Regions from separate parts of the Vulpes vulpes genome. Here region 2 is linked to region 1. Evidence: chromatin contacts called from public Hi-C data. All regions are on one chromosome and are shown on one strand. Each heading gives the region's core, a stretch centred on a gene start, on an enhancer-like site or on the middle of the called end of the contact. The rest is flanking DNA. Distances are from core to core; before and after follow the strand shown.

Region 1 (5,299 bases), core at 2,707-5,206:
CCAAATGTCTCATAGCAATGAGAGGCCAGTGCAAAGGGTGGACAGAGTTCTTCTGTGTCACAGAAATCAGAGTTGGAGCATATCCAGCTGGCTATGTCACCCCAAGCTTGTGGGTCATTGCAGAATCGTTCACAGAAATTCCCGTTGCATTGGATTTTGTCCAGGCCCATGCAATATGTTCAGGGATCACAGAGCAATCTCTCAAGGGAAAAGAGGAAGGCCTGTTGCTTGGAATGGCTTAGAGCACTTTTGGTAGCCATCCAAGGCAGCTATCACTCATTAAATCTGCCTTCTCTTCCAGCAAAAAGCCAACTGTATAGAACCCTACATATAGAGCTCTAAGAATAGTAGAGCACTCCAAGAACATACTGCACTTGGCCTAAATACAATTGTGCAGGGCTTAACGAGCTTTTTTACTCTCAAAGCTGGGTGAGTTGGAACAAACAAAAAATATTTTCCCCAAGTAGCATGCAGAGAAAGAATGAGAAACAGCAAAGAAGAGCACCTTAGCACATTCTTCTTTGACCTGGGCTGCCTTTTCAGGGTACAGATTGACTCTGCAACCACCAAAGCATACCCATAAGCCCTAAGGCAGTGGGCACAGCAGATCCCCCGCCCCCATTCATTGACTTTACACTAGCCTGAGCAAGCCCCAGAGTCCTGTAACGGTGGTAATTTGTCATTTGCTGTAACAGGAATTTGAAGCCATCATCTACAATAAACATTTGGTTGATTTATTGGCCTCCTTCCCATAAGTATAGAAAGTAAGGACAGGTTCCACCCAAAGCTGCAGTTTTGAGCAGTGAGAGCTCTCAGAGTGCACATGTTAAACCACACCCCACTATTTGTGGGAAGAAGAAATCCACATGTGGGTCTATTCATGAGTCTGGGAAGATACTCTCTTTAACAGGAGTTGGCTCTAGTAGGGATTTAGGAGAGCTTATATTCTCTAAAACTTTCTATACTGTCTGAAATCTTTACTCAGTGTTACTTTTATTATTGGAAAAACAGTAATCTTATTTGAAAATTACTTTCCTATTCTCAAGTGGGCAAACACGACAGGGTTTCCAGCTTCCTGTTTTCTCCTGGAGAGGGAAAATACAATGAAGTGAAGGCCCTCACAAACAAAGATTATAGGAAAAACAGGCTTTGGCCATTCCTGGATAGTCCTCTGTTGCTCCCTGCCCACAGAGAACAAATATTACAGGTCACCACATGTCATCAGCCTCTTGGCCAGCTAACTGCATTTCACCCCTTAGTTCTCCTTGTAGATGTCACTTCTTCTGGGAAGCCATTTCTGTCCTGCCAAGCTTGAGTCCTGTGTTCTTCCCGTGTTCTTCCAAGCCATCTGCACTGTGATGATCTTTACCTTTTGGCCAACCCCACCAGACTTGAGGTCCCTGAAGTCAGAGGTTTTATTCATCTGTGTAGCCCTTGTACCTTAGGAAAGTGCTGACAGACTCAATAAACATTTACTGAATAATTATTTGTTTGGGGACCTTTATAATCAGAACAATATAAAGATGAAAAAGAAACCATTTCTTTTTTTTTTTTTTTTATGATAGTCACACAGAGAGAGAGAGAGAGAGAGAGACAGAGACACAGGCAGAGGGAGAAGCAGGCTCCATGCACCGAGAGCCCGACGTGGGATTCGATCCCGGGTCTCCAGGATCACGCCCTGGGCCAAAGGCAGGCGCCAAACCGCTGCGCCACCCAGGGATCCCGAAACCATTTCTTTTTTTTAAAAAATATTTTATTTATTCATTCATGACAGAGAGAGAGAGGGAGGCAGAGACATAGGTAGAGGGAGAAACAGGCTCCCTGCAGGGACCCCGATGTGGGTTTCGATCTCTGGACCAAGGATCAAGCCCTGAACCAAAGACAGATACTCAACCACTGAGAAACCCAGGTGTCCCAGAAACCATTTGTTTTCAAGGAACATACAACTAAGTTGGGGCAGACAGATGTGTCCAACAATTAACTATAAAACCAAGCACTGATTTATGGGTTAAAAGAGTTACAAAGAACCAATGTGAAGATAAGGAAGGTCTTGAATCCTGAATAGTCCTCATTCATTGTGTCTTCTGGTTCAGAAGCCCCATATTGGAATGCTGGTACGGGGTATGTGCCGGTAGTTATAAGGATTCAGGTTCTTTAGGACATTTAATTAGAATTTAACTCATGATCTTTCTTTTCTGTCCTTCTGCTGGCAGTTACCCTAGGAATACCTGCCATTTAATCTTAATTGATGTTTGTGAAATGCCTTGTCTTTCTCTGCCGAAAGTCTGTTCAGTGTTGAGCATTACAGTGTTACAGTGGTTGTTTTATTACTAAAGCAGTGCCAACGAGGTTACACAACAGCTTGAATCAGGAAGTAAAACAAGGGCGGTGATCCTACTGAAGCTACAGGGGATGGGGATTTGGGATGGTAAAATGTTAATTACCCGAGACGGAATGTGGGCTGGAGTCCAGAGCTGTGCTCCTGGAGATCATTTCTGTCCCAGAGGCTGGGGCTGGCTCTTTGGCAGTGGGTCCTTAGCATCCTGCCCTCCCCTGGCTGGAATGTTGGATTCACTTCTCTGAAAGCTGCCACAGAGAATCTAGTGGCGAGGAGCCAGAAGCACACGTCTTGCACTGCATCAGGGGCCACTCTGGAAGCTTCCCAGGAGCTGAAGGGCTGTTCCATTTGCATGTGATAAATTATTTATCTCTAAAGCAATTTATTCTTTATCTCTCTTTAGACTCTCATTCTCCTTGTTTCTGGCTCTCGAGGTCTCTCTCTCTCTCTCTCTCTCTCTCTCACCAAAGAGGGAGCTGGAAGATAGATGAGGGAGGGTTGAGGAGGTAGGCTTGGCACACAAGGATGGTAGAAATGTTCATTTATAAAGCTGAGAAAATAAACACAGAAGTAGATGGGCTTCTGGTCGGGAAACACCAAGATGGTTTGCTTTAGGGTGGGGAGGAACGGGTGCCAGGGAGAAGGCGGTGGCGGCAGTAACAACCTCTCCGTAACTTTAGTCTCCCACAATGTCACCTCCAGAGACTGACGGGGGAACTTGCATTCGGAATGAAACGTTTTTAAGACGTTGTGTTGGCAGGCAGGTAAGATGCGGGACGAAGGGAGAGGCGCCAGTGAAAAAGCGAAGGCTCTGGAACCAGCCTCCTAAGACCAATGCCAGGTTCACCAATTGCTTTCTATCTAGGTGACCTTGGGCAAGTGTCCTAATTCTCTTTAGAGCCTTCGTTTCTATCTGTAAAACCCACAGGTTCAAACAGATAATCCCTGTAAAGGACTGAGGAGACAGTCGTTGGCACAAAGGAGGCACAAAATAAACGACAGTCAGTATCATCGTCAGCTGCGGGCCAAACGACCAGAGTCCCCCAAACTCCCAAGCAAACAATTACCCGGAGCACGGAGCATCCAGGTCTGACTGACGCGCCTCCCGGCCCAATAAGGTACCGGGAAAGAACTCTGTGGAGTCGAACCAATGGCACCAGTCCTTGTTGTTGGACGGGGCTTCTGGCCGTTCCGCCAATAGCTTGAAGATGTGACTAAGGACTGACATTCTGACGGTCCAATGACGCACAACCAGCCCACACTCAGCACTTCGAAGGGGATAAATCAAGGAGCCGGCGCGTATAGATTCCGTTATTAGGCAATACTGGATGGAGAGAGGAGCTCAGGGGAGACAGCGCGAGGGCGAGGCACCCATGAGCTAAAAAAAGAAAAAAGACGATGGTTGCGCCAAGTGAGCTCGGCCGCCATCATGCTCTAGTTTCCCCTTCGCCTCTCCGGGTCCGCGACCAAGGAAGCGGCCTCTGGGATGCTGAGGGGGTGTGTCCCCGAATGATTGGCGCAGGCGGCTCAACCAATCGTAGCTCGTCAAACGGGAAGCGCTTGGCCAATGAGGGGCGACGGCAGCGGCGAGGACTCGGAGGGGCGGAACAGCAGCTTGATGGGCACAAGCGCCAGCCAGTGAGAGCCGGAAGCATCCTCCCTGCGGCCAATGGAGTGGGGCTCTGGGCGGGCTCCCGAGTGTTTGTGTTGTGGTTTTGGGGGAGGGAGGCGGAGGGGAAAGTTTGTTTATTTTGTTTTTAGTTTCTGGGGTCCCCGTGTTTCTGGGAAGTGAAGAGGGAGGGAGTGACCCCCCCGCGCCCCCTCAGTCCCCCTACTACGTCGCCTCCATAGCCTGCGGAGAAGCGGGGACCGCGCGCATCGCAGCGCATCGCAGCCTCACAGCGGAACGCCGCGCACTCGGAGCCGGCGCGGCTCGGCGGTGAGTGAGGACCGACGGCCACTGCCGCCCTTCCCCTCCCCCGCGCACCGCCCAGTCCGAGCGGAGCGGCCGGGTGGGCGAGGACGCCCGCGGGAGCGCGCGGCGCGGGCCGGCCTGTCAAGCTGAGGCGCAGCGTGTGCGTGTCCTCGCGAGTGAGCGCGCGCGGCGGGGACAGGGCCGGAGGGGGGGCGGGAGCGCGCGCGGGCCCCGGCGGGGGCGGCGGCGGCGGCGGCGGCGGCGGCGGCGTGGAGCTCGCGCTCCGTGGGGGCGGGCGTGCGGTGGGTTTGACCCCGGGTCGGGGAGGGACGCGGGCGACGTCCCGCGCGCAGGGCAGGGGCGCCCCGAATGGCGGGGCCGGCGGGCGGGCGCGCGCGGCTCTGGGCGTCACGCGCCGGCAGGTGTGAGCTGGGGGAGGGCTTCCGGGTGGGCTGGTCGAGTCGGGTTCGCTTCCCGTCGCTGGGCGGGGGGGCGCCTCCAGGGCGGGGAGGGGCTCCCGGTGGCGGCGGAGAGCGGGGGCCCTCGGAGGCGCGTCGGGCCCCCTGCCTGGCTGGGGGGCAGGTAGACGGAGGCGGCAGGCCCCCGAGCGCCCCGGTGGCTGCCTGCGCGGCACCGCGGGACCTGCGTGGCAGCGTGGACGCGTTCTCCTGATTAATCCGGGCCGGGGGAGTGGGTGTCGCGCCCCTCATCCCAGAGCCCTGCGGCGTGGCCACCTTCGAGAGGCTGTCCAGGCTTTCCACGAGGAAATGGGACGAGCCGGCGCCAGGAGTGTTTCCTGTCTCCCCCTGAGTTGGCATCCCTTGGGTCCAAACCAGTGGGTTTGTCAGCCCGCGGAGGGCCAGATACCCCAAAGTGGCCGAGGTCGCCCCGTAACCGTAGCTGCTTGTTGGGCATCTTAAGTAAGGACCAGCCCATCCTCAGTTCTCTAGGCAGAGTGTGCCGACCTCGGTCTCAAGATTCCTTGCTTCTTCGTGGGTCCTTTGGCTGTTTTATTACTCTTTAGCATCTATGCTAGAAATTGTGCG
Region 2 (5,147 bases), core at 2,515-5,014, 430 kb before region 1:
CCGCCACCTCCAGGGGAGGAGGGCTCCTCTCAGGCCCATCAGCAGATGCTGGGTGAGGTGTTCTCCAGGGCACCAGTTGCTCTGGGGCTGGACCAGAGGAAATCTGACTCAGAACAAAAGGATCATGGGAGATGGGGAAAGGCCCCCCAGTGCCGGAGGAGATGGGAGACACCCCATAAAGTAGATTAGCAGCACACACTGCTCTTGAGTCCACATTTATTAGGCCCTGGAAGCCTGCCCAGCAACCCTCCTGCTCCTAGAGGTATGGCCCCGAGGGCTAGTATCCGGCCTCACTTGGGCCAAAGCAAACAAAACAGTCAGAAATATTTTCCAGAAGGTAGACGGCTCCTTCCAAGCCTGCAGATGTCAGCTCTGGTCTGAGTGCATATCCTCCCCAGGGCTTCCAGCTCACCAGCTCCATGCTAACCACCCTGCCCTGGCTCTGGCCCGAAGGCTTCCCTGTGCCAGGCCAGCAGCTTAGCAGGGGCCAGGGGCCAGGAGAGGCTGTGAGGCCAGAGGAGGAGATGGCCTGAGCACCTTCCCTGCTGTGTTCTCCTGGAAGCCTAGCTGCCGAAGTATTCCTGCTGGAACTTCTGGAAATCTTCCTCGGTGAACACGGTGCCTTCAGCCTCCTTCTTCTTTTTCTTCTTGGCTACAGGCCGGTCACAGGCCTTGCGGCCCCGGTTCTGGCGCACAATCTGGGGATGTGGGGTGGGAGGGGGGGAGGTGTTAGGATCCCTGGGTGGTATCTCTCTGCAAATGAGGAGACAGCCCCTTGGAGCTACACGACCACAGCTTACTAAGTGCTACCCTTTCACTAGCTACACCATTTCCACTTAGAGGAACAAACCAGGCCCACAGGCTCATAGGGAAGTTAGGCCAGGCCCAGCCTCCAACAGCCCTGCTCTGCTCTCCACCTTCCAGAGGGGTGGCCCGACCTCTGCTCTGTGATTAGGGCAGAGACTCCCACAAGTCTCAGAAACAGCCTTGGCTCTCCCCACCCAGGTTCTGGTCCCATAGCCCACCCCTCTAACAAACCTGCTGGGTGACTGACTCAGCCACTGTACTTCTTGCGCTGGTCATAAACTTCAGGTTGACTCCGAGGTAGCCTTGACACTCTTGCTTCTGGAACTCAGCTGTGGATGGCAGGCAGGGGGGCATCATTTCAGAGGTACTCCTGGGAAGCCTCTGAGTCCCCTCCTGACAGCTCTTCCCCACCCCCTACCAGCCATGCCAAAGGCCCTGTGTCCCACCCTGGGTTAACTCCAGCACCCCGGGCCCTCTTCTATCAAGTCTACTCTCCACATGATCCTACAGAAAGCACCCCCTCAGCCCCTGGCTCCCAGATCCTCAAGCGACTATTGCAACAAACAAGTCCTGAGCATTTACTGTCAGACACTGGTCTACATGCAGGGCATACAGCAGAAAACAGACAGAAACTCCAGCCCTCGTGGAGCTTACAGTCCAGAGCAAAGAAACACAATAAGCAAGGTAAATAGTATTTTAGAGAGTGATATGTTTTATGAAGAAAAATGCCACAGTGAAGAGAAATGAGGAATGTCAGGGGTGGAGGGTTGCAATTCTAAATAGGTGGGTCTGAGCAGGCCTTAGTGAAATGACGTTTTAGCAAAAACTCAAGGGAGGGAGTGTGGGAAGAGTATTCTAAGCAGAGGGAACAGCCAGTGCAAAGAACCTGAAGAAGTGTGATCCTTGTGTTTGGAGAACAGAATATGGCTAGACCGGGGAGGGGAGAGCAGGAGGAGAGAAGACGGAGGGGGGCAGACCATGCGGGGGGCAGACCATGCGGGGCCTCATTAGGTACCAAGTCCGATGAAAGCCATTGGAGGGTGTGGGGGGACTTCACTGGATCACTGGCTGCTGTGGTGAGAACAGTATTACCAGGTGGGGGAGTGGCTTTTTTTTTTTTTAAAGATTTATTTATTTATTTATGATAGTCACACAAAGAGAGAGAGAGAGAGGCAGAGACACAGGAGGAGGGAGAAGCAGGCTCCATGCCGGGAGCCCGACGTGGGACTCGATCCCAGGACTCCAGGATTGTGCCCTGGGCCAAAGGCAGGCGCTAAACTGCTGAGCCACCCAGGGATCCCTGGGAGTGGCGGTTTTAAAAGGCTTTTAAAATAAGCCAGGTAAGAGATGATGCCGCCCACAGCAAGGTGGCAGCCACAGCGGTGGCTCAAGAGTCCCCTCATCACTTGCAATGCAGTGTGACAGGGTGGTGGGACAAGGGCTGCGATTAAGGTGACCCGTGGCACCCTATGCTCCCGTCTCACACCAGCATCGCTGCTGCTCAATCGCGTCTCACTTTCCTGCCTCCACACTTTGGCTCGTGCTGTTTCCTGCTTGGAATTCACAGTTCAACAAACCCCTGAACATCCTTTATGTACCAGGCCCCGGCCATTCAAAGACACACCCGGAGCTCACCAGGCCCTGCCACATGTCCTAAGACCCCAGCATCCAGCCCGCACCTGTCCCTCCCATTAGGTGGCATCATATCTCCAAGGATGCTCTCCTGGAAACAGCTCTGTTCTGGGCTCTGTTCCCTCTTTATCCTCCATCCTCAGCCAATTCAGCACTGCCGCTCATCAGCGCTCCCCGTCTTCACCACATCCCCGCCCCCCCCCCCAGCAATCATCCCCGCACCATCGTGGCCGCGCAGTCTACAGTGTCTCGCAACGGAAAGGCAGCCAGTGAGAGCGCATCTCTGCAGACAGCGCTCCCTGGTTTCTACCTGTACCACCTGGGCAGGTGCCCGTTTCTGCATCTGAGGAATGGGGGTAATGACAGCGCTGACCTCACAGGGTGATCGCTTCTTTTTGGGGGGGGGGGGTGATCGCTTCTTTATGCAGGATTTGGAACAGCATCTTTTCCAGGCTTCTGTCTTGCCAGTGCTCAAAGCCACGAACTTCTCCCAACCCTGCCTCGCGATCTTCTCGGGAGCTCTTCCCGTGGCTCACTCTCACACCTCCCTCAGGTTCGGCCTTAACCGTCGCGCGCGCACAGAGGTCTGATTTGGCTTTTGATCCTCCGGCCCGGCCGCCGCCCCCCGCCTTACTGCGCAGCCTGACTCTGATTTGGCTTTTGATCCTCCGGCCCCGCCGCCGCCCCCCGCCTTACTGCGCAGCCTGATTCGGAAGCTCTTCGCGGCTCCTCTCCCCACTCGGGCGGCGGCGCGGGCGGCCGGGACGACGTGCTTCGTCCGCGCCCGGAGCACCCCAGGCAATGCCCGGCGGCCTCTCGAGCTCAGCCTCCAGCGCCTCCTCCCCAGGGGCCGCCCCCTCCCCAGCTCACCGAGCGCGGACTTGGGCACCTTCCCCTTGGCCGAGTTCCGCAGTTTCTGGGCTTGGGTCGCCTTCGCCTTCCGGCCCCGCTTGGCCCGGGCCCCGCTAGGCTTGGCCTGGCCCGGGGCGCCCTGGGGGGCTGCAGGAGAAGGGAGAGACGGGCGGACCCGGCTGACGGGGCGCGCAAGTCTTCCGTCCCGCCCGCGCCACGTCTGGCTTGGAGCGTCCCGCACCCTCAGGGGTCCTGCCCGCCGCCCCCGCTGCCCCCGCTGCCCCTCCGCCCGCGCCGCGCGTCCCGGGCCAGGCCCGCCTCACCCTCCGGCGCCCCCAGCAGCTCCAGGCCCCGCCGCAGCAGGGCCGCCGACATGGCTGCACCTAGCTCCGCCCACACACTCAGGGTACTTCCGCCTTGGCCGCCCTCTTGGTCTCCGCGGAAACCCGAGCGGGAACAGAAGGTTCCGGAGCGAGTGGCCGGAAGTGCCCGCCTGCCTTAGGACGCCTGCGCGTGGAGTCGCCGCTTCACTACAGAGAGGAAATAGGGGCGGGTTCGGGGGCGGGGCCAACCTGCCGAAGGACGCATTTGTTGTCCAATCCCAACCCAGCCGGCCCCTGGCGCACAAGGCCACGCCCACTCCCGGGAGCGGTCGGTTACCCTCCCTGGCGGGTGGGTCCTGCGGCTCAGAGACCCGCGGCTTCGTGGTGCCCGAGGGTTTTTCTGCATTACCAAGTTTTTCGATAAAGCGAAGTGTACAGCCGGATTCTTTTTTCTCCAAACATCAACCGAAGCAGCATATCGCACAGGTCGAGTATGGTTGAGAATCCAGCTGTCTTCCATTAAGTCGGACATGAGAAGAGGTTTGCAAAAATGCAAAACCCTATCAGTGGTTCGCCGCCCGTGTTTGGAAGATACAACTATTTCATTAGAAATATTTCACATAAGGCCGGAAAAAAAGAGTATGTCTGACAATAAGGTCACCGGGCCACTGGGTCTCCCACAGCTCATTATTTATACCATGCAATGGGTTTGCTATTGACTTTTTTTTTTTTTTTTTGACTTTTATTTTTTTTAATTTATGTATGATAGTCACAGAGACAGAGAGGCAGAGACACAGGCAGGCTCCATGCACCGGGAGCCCAATGTGGGATTCGATCCCGGGTCTCCAGGATCGCGCCCTGGGCCAAAGGCAGGCGGTAAACCGCTGCGCCACCCAGAGATCCCTGCTATTGACTTTTAAAAAATGAATTAATATTTTTAAAAAGATTTTATTTATTTATTTATTTATTCATGAGAGACACACACACACACACAGAGAGGCAGAGACACAGGCAGAGGGAGAAGCAGGCTCCCCTGATGTGAGACTGATCCCAGGACCCCAGGATCACGACCTGAGCCCAAGGCAGACGCTTAACCACCGAGCCACCCAGGTGCCCCATGAATTAATACATTTTGTTAACTTATTAAATTTTAAAAATTAAAATTTTCTCAGTCTTAGTTTCTCATAGTGGTAAATATCAATAGGTATTTACACATGGAAAAACTCTCTGGGATCCTGAATTTTTTTTTTTTTTGAAAATTTTTTAAGAGTGTAAAGTCTCTTATTTTTTTTATTTATGATAGTCACAGAGAGAGAGAAGCAGGCTCCATGCACCAGGAGCCCGACGTGGGATTTGATCCCAGGTCTCCAGGATCGCGCCCTGGGCCAAAGGCAGGCGCTAAACCACTGCGCCACCCAGGGATCCCTGTAGAGTCTCTTAGACCAAGAAATTTGAGCCCAGAAATGACTCTTCTTACAGTGGGGAAGAACCTTGCCTTGTTCACAGCTCCACCCGCAGCTCCTAGCCCAGTAC

The links. A called contact is a pair of places that touch in the nucleus more often than the background predicts.
Region 2: a Hi-C map of skeletal muscle shows a contact between it and region 1, with 4 times the contacts expected there. The contact joins the promoter of RPS19BP1 here to the promoter of TNRC6B in region 1. A contact is called at or near these places in 2 of 3 Hi-C or Micro-C datasets (both in skeletal muscle).

What each region holds. Positions count from the first base shown.
Region 1 is chr16:55,381,138-55,386,436 of VulVul3, reverse strand. TNRC6B (trinucleotide repeat containing adaptor 6B) reads left to right here and starts at 3,956. Exons shown (of 25, transcript XM_026017290.2): 1 at 3,956-4,277.
Region 2 is chr16:55,807,283-55,812,429 of VulVul3, reverse strand. It overlaps RPS19BP1 (ribosomal protein S19 binding protein 1), which reads right to left and starts at 3,764. Exons shown (of 4, transcript XM_026017387.2): 1 at 3,615-3,764; 2 at 3,310-3,438; 3 at 1,039-1,136; 4 at 203-698. The coding sequence starts at 3,666. The coding sequence ends at 564.